4 separate regions of the Mus musculus genome follow, and all the other regions are linked to region 1. A link is a contact called in public Hi-C and HiChIP or PLAC-seq data. All regions are on one chromosome and are shown on one strand. The core of a region is the stretch at or near the end of the contact, and the rest is flanking DNA. Distances in the headings are between cores, read along the strand shown.

Region 1 (3,036 bases), core at 261-2,760:
CCAAGTTATCCATGAAGATAAAAATGATTTCACAGACAGTGCATTTAAACAGAAAATACTAGTTGCGAAAGTCATTATGGAGTTGTCATGATTTAGAATGCTCTGTAGTCATTATGAGATGATACATGTATTTTTTAAAAAATTGTCTCTATAAATAGTATTGAAATGAGGAAATTCTTTCTGGAGATACACATTTTAATTACTTATTTAGTACTGTGCCATAAAGCTGTCTATGTGTGATGCATGATAAGGGCAGCCTTAGAACCCACTGGATGATTTTGATTACAAGAATAAAATATAGCACCACAAATGTGGTGAATCATGAAATATTGATACTAGATTTTATTATGTCCCACATAGTGAAAATATGATAAAAAAAACCATCTTATAAATTAAATATAATTTGATAGTCCTCTTCTAATACAACCATTTTGGTCTTAGCCCCTCCACCAGTTCTGTACTTACTAAATCCATTAAACCATGAGGTAGCTTTCATTAAGTCTTAAGGGGGTAAATTGTTTTACTGCAACTTTTTAAACAGCTCACTACTGTGAGCAGGAAGTGGAAGGAAGATCGTGAAACAGCCTGAGGAAACAAAGGTGCTGGTGGCAAGAAGGGGGCCATCTTAGTTCCTGGGAGCCATCTTGAAAACTTGAGTACTATAGAACTTGTACATCCCTGAGTCTTAGCCAGGTAATCTTGCAATTTATTCTGTTTTGTCAAGAAAAAAGGACAGGCCTCCATCTACCTCCATCCACCTCCATCCACTCTCCTCAGTCATCCATCAGATCGATCAGCAGCAGCACAATCTCTCCTTCCTCTATGGCGACATAAAATATTAAATGGTTCTAGGGGGAACAAAACGCTTAAGGTGATTTCGTTCTCAACTAAAAATTGCCAAGGGCTGAAGAAGAAGGACTGTCTGTCACACATTCTTTCAAGGACAACTCCTTGTTCAGAGATATGCAATATATAAAGGCTGATGGCCAGCTCCTAAGGTGACTTGGGAGTACTTACTGAGAAGGGGCTATACACAAACCCAATGGTCTTTCTGTGAAAATCTCCTATCAGGATTAAGATATATCAAAGTCATGTAGTTAAACAACTTCTACCTCCTCATGAGACTTTAGAGAAGATTTTTCTCTTTTAATCCATTTATGACTTGGTAGATTCTTTCAACTCTCCATTAACTATGTGACTCTTGGCTAGATGTTAAATTACACATTTTCTACACCAAGGAGTGGAAACCCTAGGAGTAGTTAATGTGCACTTAAAATACCTATTATTTCTTCTGTCCACATGTTCAGATAATATGTGGCATATAAAATTTATTCCATAATGTATATAATTCAAACTTTTGCTGTAAAATTAACTAGGGAAGGCCAAAAATCTGCTTCTGTACAGAATGCTCAAAAGGTTTGCAGAAGCCTGGTGAGTCACAGGGAAGTGGGTAAAACTGAATTAGCATAAGCCTAAACTTTCGCTTTCTCCTTTATGGTATGCGTTCCCTGAATCTAAACTCTTTTACTTCTCTTTTTTACAGAACAAGACAACCAAAAGCAAGTCACATAATCACAGAGGTAGTTGACAAAACAAGAAATGGAGAAAACAGAAACTCATGGTTTTCTATTGCTCTAGAAACCCTTTAGGCCAGGCTGACGCCCACACATTTGGGGATGGATGTCACTTAACTGAACCCTGCCCCTCCTCTTTGGCTTCTCATAGGACTGTTGGTGTCACTTCTACTGTTTTATAAGATTTATAATTATAAAGTTGTAAGAAAAGTGAGCTTTTTTTCAAGTGTTTACTGAACTGAGGGTTGATACTCCCCTTGTCCCTGCTAGAAACTATGCTGACAGACACAGACGTCAGGAGCAAACTCCAGAACGGCAAACAGCATTCCCCACACAATTCTGGATCCCCATGTTCAGAGCATGACATATGAACACAGGATCCATAACTGTCTGAGGTTGGACAAAGGCGACTTGTATTCCAATAAATGATCATTTCTTGCTGGATGGCTTGGATCACATTTCTTAGTCTCTAAGAAGCAGAGTTCTACATCTAAACAAATAGACCTAAAAACTTGCAAGGTCTCTTTTGCATATCAAGATGTAGCTTGACTGTCCTCTTTACCTTAGAACAAAGTGGGATAGTTTTTGTTTTTTGTTTTATTTTTTTAATCTCTATGTAGTTTTCTGAAAGAAATTTAAAATAGACTTTTCAATGTGTTTGGATCTCCTGAGATTATGAGATTAAATCATTGTTTTGTGTCTAATTTGTGTAAAACAGGTTCTTACTCATATATCTAAGGACTTAATCTCTTTTTTTTTCCGAGACAGGGTTTTTCTGTATAGCCCTGGCTGTTCTGGAACTCACTCTGTAAACCAGGCTGGCCTCGAACTCAGAAATCCACTTGCCTTTGCCTCCTGAGTGCTGGGATTAAAGGCATGTGCCACCACGTCCGGCTTAGGACTTAATCTTCTTAATACCAATCATATATAAGTTTAGAAAAAATATTTTCTCAAGCTATTTAACATATATGAATACAAATTCTAAAGCCCAAAACGACTTCTCAGCAAGTGTTCTGATTGTAGCATCTGCGGATAAAAAAAATCAGGATAAATGCATCTTTAATGACTCATCCCCAACACCAGAGGATAGGTTCTGGTTTTGAAATATTCAAGCTGGATGATTCTGTCCCAAACCAACAGGAAGATGCATGGTTTAAGTGTGAGCTTCATGGGAACACAGATATTGGTAAATGCATATTCTAAAAGGGCTACAGTGTCTTTCTATTTACAGAGGCTAGCCAGTGTGTAGGTGGTAGAAATAGCACACACTTATCAAACAATAATTGACTACTTTGTCCAATAGATTGCTCCTTCTGTCCACCCTCCTATTAGGAACCACACTGTTAGGCTGTTTTCTTCTCATAAATAGATTTGGTTATAGGCTTGGAAAACTGCCTATGCTATTTTTAGCAGCTTTAACTTAATGGAGTTTAATGAAGGAATCCCTCTGTTTTTCTATAAC
Region 2 (3,329 bases), core at 756-3,255, 130 kb after region 1:
GGTCAAAGAGGAAGAAAAGCAGACATGACTTGGATGGAATGACCTCTGGGTATCACTTCCTCCCTTTTTAATCTTAGAGCCATTTGATATTAGGTATTCTTGATTTTGTTATTTTACACACACACACACACACACACACACACACACACATAAACCACATGCCATTTGATGTGTTTTCCAGTGTCTGGGCTAAGAATACTGATTTAAACACAAAACAAAACAAAAAATATTTATGTTTTGGGAAGAAAGATAGAAAGATTCATAAGGATAAAATTCTCGAATTTTGCCCAACACACAAAAACTTCAGCTCTGAGGGAGAGTCATTTCTGCTCTATAGGAGGTGAGGCTCCTGAGATGTGGCACCTTTCCAAACTCTCTGATGCCACCTATAGTGAAGTCTACAAAGCAAGTGTCACTTTGGGAGCAGAATAAGCAGCCTGATGACCGAAACCTGCTATGAGGCTTGGATACTCTATACTAAGGAATGAACACAACCAGAAAGAGGCCCTAAGTCCTGTGTGTTAGTGAGGTGTGCAGAGGAGAATGCATGAGAGCCATCAATGATAAATAAACTACCTAAAGTGTACCAAGGGATGCCCAGTGTAGCATCATACCTAAAATCCCAGGAATCTGGAGGCACAGGTAGGAGACTTCAAGGGGTATGGAGTCCCTTGGGCTCCATGGTGAGAATTTATCTCTAAAACCAAGTAAAAAGTAAACCAAGAAGTGCATTGACTAGTGGCCTACCCTTTCTCCTTGCCTCTGACCATTGCAGTGACTTCATGATGAATCTTACCTTCCAGTGTAAAATGCATTTGGGAAATGCCGAAAGCTACTATTGATCCCAACTCTATAGTGTACATACACAGTCCTGAATGAGTGCAGGGCAGATCAAGTGCTATGGAGACATTCATGACATTGTTCTATGGCTGTCCTTGCCATAAAATGCTTAGAACATGTTTTACTTGGTCAAAATGACTCAGCTTATTGGTTTTCTAAACCCCTTTACCTCTTTGTGATGACCCCCAAATCCCCTTTCCTCTCCTCGACGAGGTCAGAGGCCAAGCTTCTCCTTCCTCTGCAGTCCAGATCCTATCTTACTCAGCCATGGTATTTCATCTATGAGATCATGGCAAGAAGAACTAAATCCAGAACATGGCTTTTGTAGTCTTTTATTGACCCACAGCTAAGTCATTCAACTGCACAATAGTCTTCACCTTTAAATGCATTTTTATGCTTCTTTGCTGGACACTTAGAAGCATCAAATAGGTATATGTATGTATATATATGTATATATATGCATATGTGTGTGCATGTGTGCATATATATACATATACATATGCATGCACACAAACATACACACACACACACACACACACACACACACACACATACACACATATATACCAGCTTGTCTAGATAATGACATGACAAGTGTTCAACAAATGTGAAATGGCTTGCCTTTCCATGTGTCTTTTACACAACCTGAGTGCTCAGTAGACACCATGGTTGGATTAGTGGAAGGTGGTGAATCACTCACTGGTTGTCTTGCTGTTTTGACTTGATCTCACATTAGATTCAGCAAAGACATTATTTGTAACTTAGTTTGCAATGGCATGGAATCTACAGAGTGATTATCCCATCTTTTAAGATAGCCTCTGATAGAGACATTAATTTTTTCCAAGATCTCTTGAATGTGCAGGGAACTGTTTATCTGAATTGGCATCGAGCAACTGTTGTCTAGGTGACTGGTGGAAAGGTTACAATACAGCGCCTTCAGGATTTTGAGACTGTCAGTCTGCTCTAGAGAAAATACTTTGCCCATTTCTCAGAAGCCTTACAAAGGCTAACTTCTTAAGAAAAGAACCAAAGGTTGCTTCAGGGTAAAACCTTAGTATAGGAATCCACATTTGCCTGCTTCTGGTTTCTCTCCGGTGACTGACCTCTTATTCAAGAGCTCTGCTCCCAGGCCCTTGGCTCCCTACGCTTCCCTATCAGAACAGTCTCAAGAGGGCATTCAGTGGGCAGAAACACAGTTTTAACTCTTCCACTTCCTCTTTGTCTTGCTGTGTCCCAGGTCCTCGGGACTTTTTGAGAGCTGATTGCATAAAGCTTTTCAAATTCACAAATCGACATATACTAATGGCTTGTGTAGATTCACACATAGTATATGTTCACATATTGACATATACTAATGGCTTGTGTAGATTCACACATAGTATATGTTCACATATTGACATATACTAATGGCTTGTGTAGATTCACACAGTATATGTTCACATATTGACATATACTAATGGCTTGTGTAGATTCACACATAGTATATGTTCACATATTGACATATACTAATGGCTTGTGTAGATTCACACATAGTATATGTTCACATATTGACATATACTAATGGCTTGTGTAGATTCACACAGTATATGTTCACATATTGACATATACTAATGGCTTGTGTAGATTCACACATAGTATATGTTCACATATTGACATATACTAATGGCTTGTGTAGATTCACACATAGTATATGTTCACATATTAACATATACTAATGGTTTGTGTAGATTCACACATAGTACCTCTTTGTTGAGCAATACCTCTGCATTTTGTTAGGGATTTGGTCAGAATTCTTCACTCAGATGAGTGACCTTCATACTAATGGTTTCAGATTCTATGTTGGCCAGTGGATAAAGGCTTTGAACCCATGAATGTTTTACCAGACTCAAACAACTTATTATAGATGATGCACTAGCCCTCAGCCACAAAAAGAGTTTCCATGCTTCACTTGTCAGACAGGACATTCCCTTCCTTCTTTGAAAACTGAGCAGGAAGTAAGGATGCCTGTAATTTGAACCTTCTTGTTGCATTCTGGACTAGAAGCACCAAGGACCCAAAAACCAAAGGACAGGTGTAAATGTGAGGGCGAAGCAATCAGATTCCAAACAGAGTTGCCAGGGAAGAGAGCAGTGTGAGCTCTGTGAAATCAAGGCACTCTCTACTTGTGTTCTAAACTCCTTCCGTGAAAGCATACAGTAAGCACTCACCCTGGAAGTCTCCACATCAGACAGTGGGCTGTCACTACTACTCCATGGTTAGTTTAAAGTTTCAACACGATGCACATGTACACATGAGAAGCTAGAGGCTGCAGGAAAGAGAGAGGAAGAATAGAGAAGGGGAAAGAGAGGGATTGCCAGAGGAAGGAGAAAGAGAGGGAGGAGAGGGAGAGAGAGGGAGAGAGAGAGAGAGAGAGAGAGAGAGAGAGAGAGAGAGAGAGAGAGAGAGAGAGATTGAGAGAGAAATAATCCTACTGCATTTAATGAGGCCCC
Region 3 (3,113 bases), core at 442-2,941, 250 kb after region 1:
TGTGCTTTCAGCATCAAGTCATCAAATACTGATATTGTCCCCCTTAAATTAGTTGACCTTTAAAAACTATTACTGCTTGCTTCCGTGTGTGTGTGTGTGTGTGTGTGTGTGTGTGTGTGTGTGTGTGTGTGTGTGCGCGCGCACGCGTGCAGGCACACACACACAAATATATATAAGTGTGCATAGGTTCACATGCCATCATAGACACATGGACGTCAAAGGACATTTTTGTGGTACTTTAGTTTTTTTTTTTTTTTTCAGCATAGTCTTTTTTTATAATAGATTTCTAGTTTTATTTATTTTATTTTTTTACTCAAAAATCTGTTGGTCAACCCATAAAGAAACACTGAGAGTGCCATTTAAGCTTGTATCTTTATGAAAAACATATTCTTAACCACCTGCAGAAGTATTCTGGGAAGTACAATGGGTCTATACATTTGCATACATGATCTGTTTTGCCTGTTGTCTCATTCCTCTCTGTGTCGGTGCCACTCCCTTTATCTCCAGCTACATGTTCTAAGCAGCCTGCTTATGCTGGGGCTCCTTGAATGTCCACATAAACTCTTCTGCCCCCAGAGAGCTGGGTCTGGGGGTTCGTTCTTGAAGAATCAGGTATTCAAGGAAAGGAATATGAAAAATAAAGAGTACAAAATTATCCATGTGTGTTGAAACTCTGAAAGTGTAAAATGTCTAACTGTGACTACTTATGTTCACTACCCCTGATAAGTATGGCTAAGGTTAAATATGCCCACCTTGGTAGAGATGCAGGCACTCATGAGTCACACGACCTTCTCAAGGTCAGACCATTTGGAAACGTTCCAAGCTTTGAGTTTCTAAATGGAGCTCCAGAATTCTTTCCACTACTTCATTCCCAACATCTCTATTCTGGGACTACTATCAGGAGTGCCTGAACGTGTCTTTGGGAATCTCTGTCACTCACTTAAGAACTCTGTAAGGTGGTTTGATTAAAGAAGCAGGAGCGCGCTGGAAGCTTTGATAGGCAACTAGGGATACTGCAGTCTAACAAGTAGGGTGGAAGGACTTAGAAAATCTCTTTCCCTCTCCAAAAGCAGCATTTCCAGAATTGCAAGGGGTTTCTCACAGCAGTATGAGATGAACAGGGAAGCTTGTATCTTGTTCCCGTACTCATAAAGATGATTTTGTTCAGTAAAAACACCCCCATGTCAGTGGTGAGGGAGAGATTCCATGATGTTCTCTGAGAAGTGCATGTAGCAGGTAGGATGCCAGGCATCAGGCCACACTGACTTAAACTGCCTGGAAGGTTGCTGGCACAAGGCGTGAGATGCTCTTGTTAAGGAAGTTACAACACCAAGTCACATTCTAGTCATTTAGGGGTTAGTGAAAAGTGCATTTCTGACTTCTGATTTCCCATTTTAGATCGAATAAGTCTGACTCTAATGAGCAAAGTCCTATGGTTTCTATAAAAGTTCTCAAGGTGGATCTAATGGGTCGTCAGCTGACATATGTTTACTTGTAACATCAACTGTCTTGGGTCATCTAAGTATGAAAGACTACATCAATGACCACAGATTAGTGTATATACTTCTGGGCGTATTATCAATAGCTCCTGGATTGTGTCTCCTGTTCCTTTGGATGGTGACTGTATTCATAACCATGCCATATTATTCTGCTACGTCATGCCACATCCTTCCTGTGGTAAGTGAACAGAAGGAACGATGACTCAAGAGCTGGCCCTAGGTCCAAGTCACACAGTGCAGGGAAGAAACCAGTGTTCATCCTTGTTACTGTGTCTCAGTTACTGTGGCTGCTCTGCTCTTTCTCTGTTTCCTTAACCGTTTCTGTTTCCATATGCTCCATCTTATCACATCTTCTATGCTTTTCAACCTACTTTCCTTTATTCCTTTGATATTATTATATGTGGAATGTCTGTATAAGTATGTGTGTGTGTGTGTGTGTGTGTGTGTGTATTTACATGTCTGTGTACATGTGTGTGTATGTATGTGGTTTGTCTGTGTAGATATTCATGTGTGTGGATATATATATATATATATATATATATATATATATATACATACATACATATATATACATATATATATATATATATATATATATGTGTGTGTGTGTGTGTGTGTGTGTGTGTGTGTGTGTGTGTATCTGTGTACATATTCGTGTCTCTGTGTGTGTGGTGTCTGCACGCATGCATGTGTGTGTGTTTGTGTGTGAGTGTAGGTAAGAGTGTCACTGGCTGTTTTATTCAGCCACTTTCAACCTTTTTTCTTTATTCTTGAGAATCATTCAAGCATACAATTAGATGCAATTATATATACCCATATCCCCCTCCCAACTCCTCCTCATATCTACTTTCATTGTGTCTCTCTTACAACTTCATATCTGTTTTTTATTCTTCCTTCCACAGGTGCATTTTTAAAATTCTCTCCCAACAGTTATCAGTTACCAGTAGTTCATTGTTCCTCTCTAAAAGCCCCATGCTGGGATTCTGTGTGTCTTGAACTTGCACAGGTCTTATGACTACAGTGAACTCATATGTGTTCTGTTGTGTCCAGAAAACAATAAATCAAAACAAAAATGATTTCTTTAAGACCAGACATGACTGGCCTTTGGCACTTATTATCTTTCTGAATCTTCTTCCACATAGATCCCTGATCCTTGGGTGGAGGGTGTGAAATAGGTGTCACAGTTAGGTCTGCGCATGCTATAGTCTATGTACATTATCATTTTCCACAGTACCTATTTTATCTTATCTTGTGAGTTTCTCTATCTGCCCTCCTTTACTATTTTCATTGTATGTGTGGTATGTCTGTGTACATGTTTATATGTGTGGCTGTGTTGCTCAGATACATCACTTCAGTCACTTTCTACCTTACTCCTTTATTCTTGAGAAGTTCTCATGGAAATACAACTAGATATAGTCATATATACCCCACCTCCACCTCCTCCTCCTATTTAATCTGCACATCTTCCCCCACTCTAACACTCTAACTTCAATTCTTCTTCCTCTTCTTCTTCCTCTTCTTCTTCTTCTTCTTCTTCTTCTTCTTCTTCTTCTTCTTCTTCTTCTTCTTCTTCTTCTTCTTCTTCTTCTTCTTCTTCTTCTTCTTCTTCTTTTT
Region 4 (2,850 bases), core at 286-2,785, 180 kb after region 1:
AGTCAGATCATGTGAAACACTGTTCTGCCGTGAGATGTATTTCCTTTTCTAACAAATTATTCTCAAATTCCACAATGTCTTTATATGTATACTGCTATATGTTTGGTTCTTGAAATTGTTCCATTTTCAATAGATACTCAGGCTAGCATCGGTGAGTAGGGAAAAATATCTAAAATAGATAAGAGCCAGGAAAATATGTCCCAAAGACTCATAAATGAGATCCTGTGTTAATATCTTCTCATATATTTTATATAACATACCCAATTCAATAGCAGTTGCGTGAATCCTTATTAAGAAGTTGTTACAACTTGACCTAGTATTATTAAATATCTACACTGTTTTTTCTATAATATAATTAAGATGCATTTTGCATAGGAAACATTGTGGGCTATCAAGTGTTTCATGACCTATGACATAAACAAACATTTATTAAGGCTTTTCTGGACACCATCCTATTAGAGATTCATTTCTTATCACTTGGAACTTACCCTTTCATATCTGAGAACTAAAACATTGTAGATGGTTACACATGTTTGTCCCAAGGTATCCTTGACATTGTACTGTTTATAGAGAACAGCAGAAGAAAACCTACCCCTCTCTCCAGCTCTCCACTTAAGTTGAGTCTAGTTCACTTTGTTCTATAACAATCTGTCTCCATGCTGAGCTGCCTTTTAAAAAATGCTTCCTTCAGACTGCTTTGTGAAGCTTAACTTTCCCATAGCTTTGGAGAAGAAAAGTGGGAATTTAGACACAGCAGAAGGAAACAGGTTAGTTTTGACTCAAAAGAGGGGAACCAGCAGCTATCTGCAGGTGCTTCTTTAAAAGTAAATAAACCCCCCAACTCTCACTACTGCGATGTCTATTAGGACTCCAGGGAGAGGCGACCAAGGAAAGAAGCCTTTTGGAGTATCTGCTGATCTAGACCAGTTTTCCCACTGCTGTCCAGAGCTTAGCTCATGCCCAAGCACCTTTTCAAGGTCCAATAAGTAAATTGTTAATGGAGAGATAACACCATCTTAATCTCCTATAGGCCTTTATGGAAAAAAAAAGATTCAGCTAGTCCCAGGGAAAGAGAGTTTAGAAAATAATGACAAGTGAGGTTAAAAGGTTTAAGGGCAGCTGACTGCATATCTCCTGCTAAGTTTAGCATTAACTTTTAGAAAGGAATGAGCATTCACATAAAAGTACTTCTTTTAGAAACAACAGCAGTTAAAGGGTGGAAAAACCAGGAAGCTGAAGGTCTTTGTTATTGGTGTGTGACCTGCAATATGATAGAGTGTCTGTCCAGCCTTCCTGGCTACCACAAGGGGGACACCTTTAGTGGGCAAAATGAAAGAAAGAGAAGCCTTTTTAGTTCATAATCCACCTCCCACCAATATGCTGCAAGAGCTGGGGAGGGAAGGTGGGAGGGAGGGTAAAATCCTAAGGAAGTGCCATGGGGTGGAGTTTTGGACATTCAAGTCCCTTAATACTATCTCAGGACTGAGTCTCAGCCTCTGATTTCATTGGTGTGAAAACAGATGTTCTGGAAAGGAGACTGCAAGGCTGGTTCCCAAGATCACTATTTGTGGTTGTTTTTCCGACAAGTGGAATGAGCCTGTTCCCTTTTAACAGACAAAAGGGAAGTCACATATGACAAAGCACTTTTGCTTAAAAACAGCCTCTGTGTGTGTGTGTGTGTGTGTGTGTGTGTGTGTGTGTGTGTGTGTGTGTATCTGTATCTGCATTTATGTTCTAAAGTAATATAACAAAAACAGGTGAGAGAGGAAAAGAAGAAGAAAAAAGCTGAGTTGCTTTGAGCTAATAATCTAATTCATAATTTGGTATGTCCTACCCTAAAATATCTCTTGTTGAAGGTTCACCCGAGGTCTTTCCTTGTACCACCAAACTAATTATTATTATTATTATTATTATTATTATTATTATTATTAATTTTATTGTCAGATTTCTTCAAATCATGCTTGCGTTGTAGGAGTTTTAAGTCACCAGATATCTACTCATGGTGATATTTTAGTAAGAGTCAAGAAAGTTATAAAATGCTTTGGGACTGATCTGTCTGCCTTTTGTGGGTTTCTACATAGCTATTAAAGATGATGAGCCTGCCAGGAAGGATAATATATTGGGTTTGGAAGCCAATCACACAAAGTAATTATTGTGGTTACACTAATATGCTATGATACTAACTGCTGTTTGTGGACTGAGAGAAAGAGCACTGGTTATAGAGTAGGCATTATCTCAGGCAAGTGTTGCATGGGCCTCTGGAAGGTAATGGAGTCAGTTTGCCATGGACAGGAAATTTGGACTCAGAGAACTGATCAAGCCTGTGCAAGTTGACACATTGTCGGTAATCTATAAGAGAATCATGATTGCAGTGTTTCCTCTCTGTCCATGTTCCCTGTCTATACAACCAGGAAATAAGCCACCTCAGGTGTTCTGTACCTGAAGAGATGGCATGAGCCTTGTAAATCAAAACAGTAAATGCCTCTGCTTTAAAGTGAGCACGCCACATAGAGTAGGTAGAGAATGGGAAACTGAGTCCTCCAAGAGCACTGCAGAAGCACAGGACTGTTCTCTTCCCAGGATTCTGTCTATGCCTTATCACCAACATAAAGGTTTTTTCCTCCCTTTTCTAACATCAGCCTCTGAAGATACCAGAGCAGCTTCTATTTCTTACACCTGAGTACCAATACTGTGGCATACTGAATGGTTGGGAATCTGGGAATCAAGAAAGATATAAAATGATTTGCAACTGATCCATCTGTCTCCAGTGGGTGCCTACAGAGCTATTGAAGATGGTGGGCCTGCAAGAATAGATAATATGTTGGGTTTACTTTTGGACTGAGGACACTT

The links. A called contact is a pair of places that touch in the nucleus more often than the background predicts. HiChIP or PLAC-seq counts read pairs in DNA pulled down with a chosen protein or histone mark.
Region 2: a contact with region 1 is called in an H3K4me3 HiChIP or PLAC-seq map of bone marrow-derived macrophages, with 4 times the contacts expected there. The contact joins two enhancer-like sites. A contact is called at or near these places in 15 of 484 Hi-C or Micro-C datasets (bone marrow-derived macrophages, cerebellum, cerebral cortex and 8 more), 8 of 115 datasets of contacts at active chromatin or transcription factors (bone marrow-derived dendritic cells, bone marrow-derived macrophages, embryonic forebrain and 2 more) and 3 of 9 other capture datasets (adipose tissue, liver and pancreatic islet).
Region 3: a contact with region 1 is called in an H3K27ac HiChIP or PLAC-seq map of bone marrow-derived dendritic cells, with 4 times the contacts expected there. The contact joins two enhancer-like sites. A contact is called at or near these places in 3 of 484 Hi-C or Micro-C datasets (adipose-derived mesenchymal stem cells, bone marrow-derived macrophages and macrophages) and 1 of 115 datasets of contacts at active chromatin or transcription factors (bone marrow-derived dendritic cells).
Region 4: a Hi-C map of conventional dendritic cells shows a contact between it and region 1, with 6 times the contacts expected there. The contact joins two enhancer-like sites. A contact is called at or near these places in 4 of 484 Hi-C or Micro-C datasets (bone marrow-derived macrophages, conventional dendritic cells, liver and 1 more).

What each region holds. Positions count from the first base shown.
Region 1 is chr17:81,534,816-81,537,851 of GRCm38.p6, forward strand. All of the region lies in intron 2 of Slc8a1 (solute carrier family 8 (sodium/calcium exchanger), member 1), which reads right to left. Among named protein-coding and RNA genes, the nearest start is that of Slc8a1, 200 kb to the right of the region's middle. Within about 2 kb of position 1,511, at least 45 of the 459 cell types and tissues checked have an H3K27ac peak or open chromatin away from gene starts, as enhancers often do. A contact at or near this core is called in bone marrow-derived dendritic cells, bone marrow-derived macrophages, conventional dendritic cells and 2 more, where this site is marked.
Region 2 is chr17:81,663,111-81,666,439 of GRCm38.p6, forward strand. All of the region lies in intron 1 of Slc8a1 (solute carrier family 8 (sodium/calcium exchanger), member 1), which reads right to left. Among named protein-coding and RNA genes, the nearest start is that of Slc8a1, 74 kb to the right of the region's middle. Within about 2 kb of position 2,006, at least 13 of the 459 cell types and tissues checked have an H3K27ac peak or open chromatin away from gene starts, as enhancers often do. A contact at or near this core is called in bone marrow-derived dendritic cells, bone marrow-derived macrophages and microglia, where this site is marked.
Region 3 is chr17:81,780,825-81,783,937 of GRCm38.p6, forward strand. No RefSeq gene overlaps it. Among named protein-coding and RNA genes, the nearest start is that of Slc8a1, 44 kb to the left of the region's middle. Within about 2 kb of position 1,692, at least 26 of the 459 cell types and tissues checked have an H3K27ac peak or open chromatin away from gene starts, as enhancers often do. A contact at or near this core is called in bone marrow-derived dendritic cells, where this site is marked.
Region 4 is chr17:81,711,051-81,713,900 of GRCm38.p6, forward strand. All of the region lies in intron 1 of Slc8a1 (solute carrier family 8 (sodium/calcium exchanger), member 1), which reads right to left. Among named protein-coding and RNA genes, the nearest start is that of Slc8a1, 26 kb to the right of the region's middle. Within about 2 kb of position 1,536, at least 58 of the 459 cell types and tissues checked have an H3K27ac peak or open chromatin away from gene starts, as enhancers often do. A contact at or near this core is called in bone marrow-derived macrophages, conventional dendritic cells and macrophages, where this site is marked.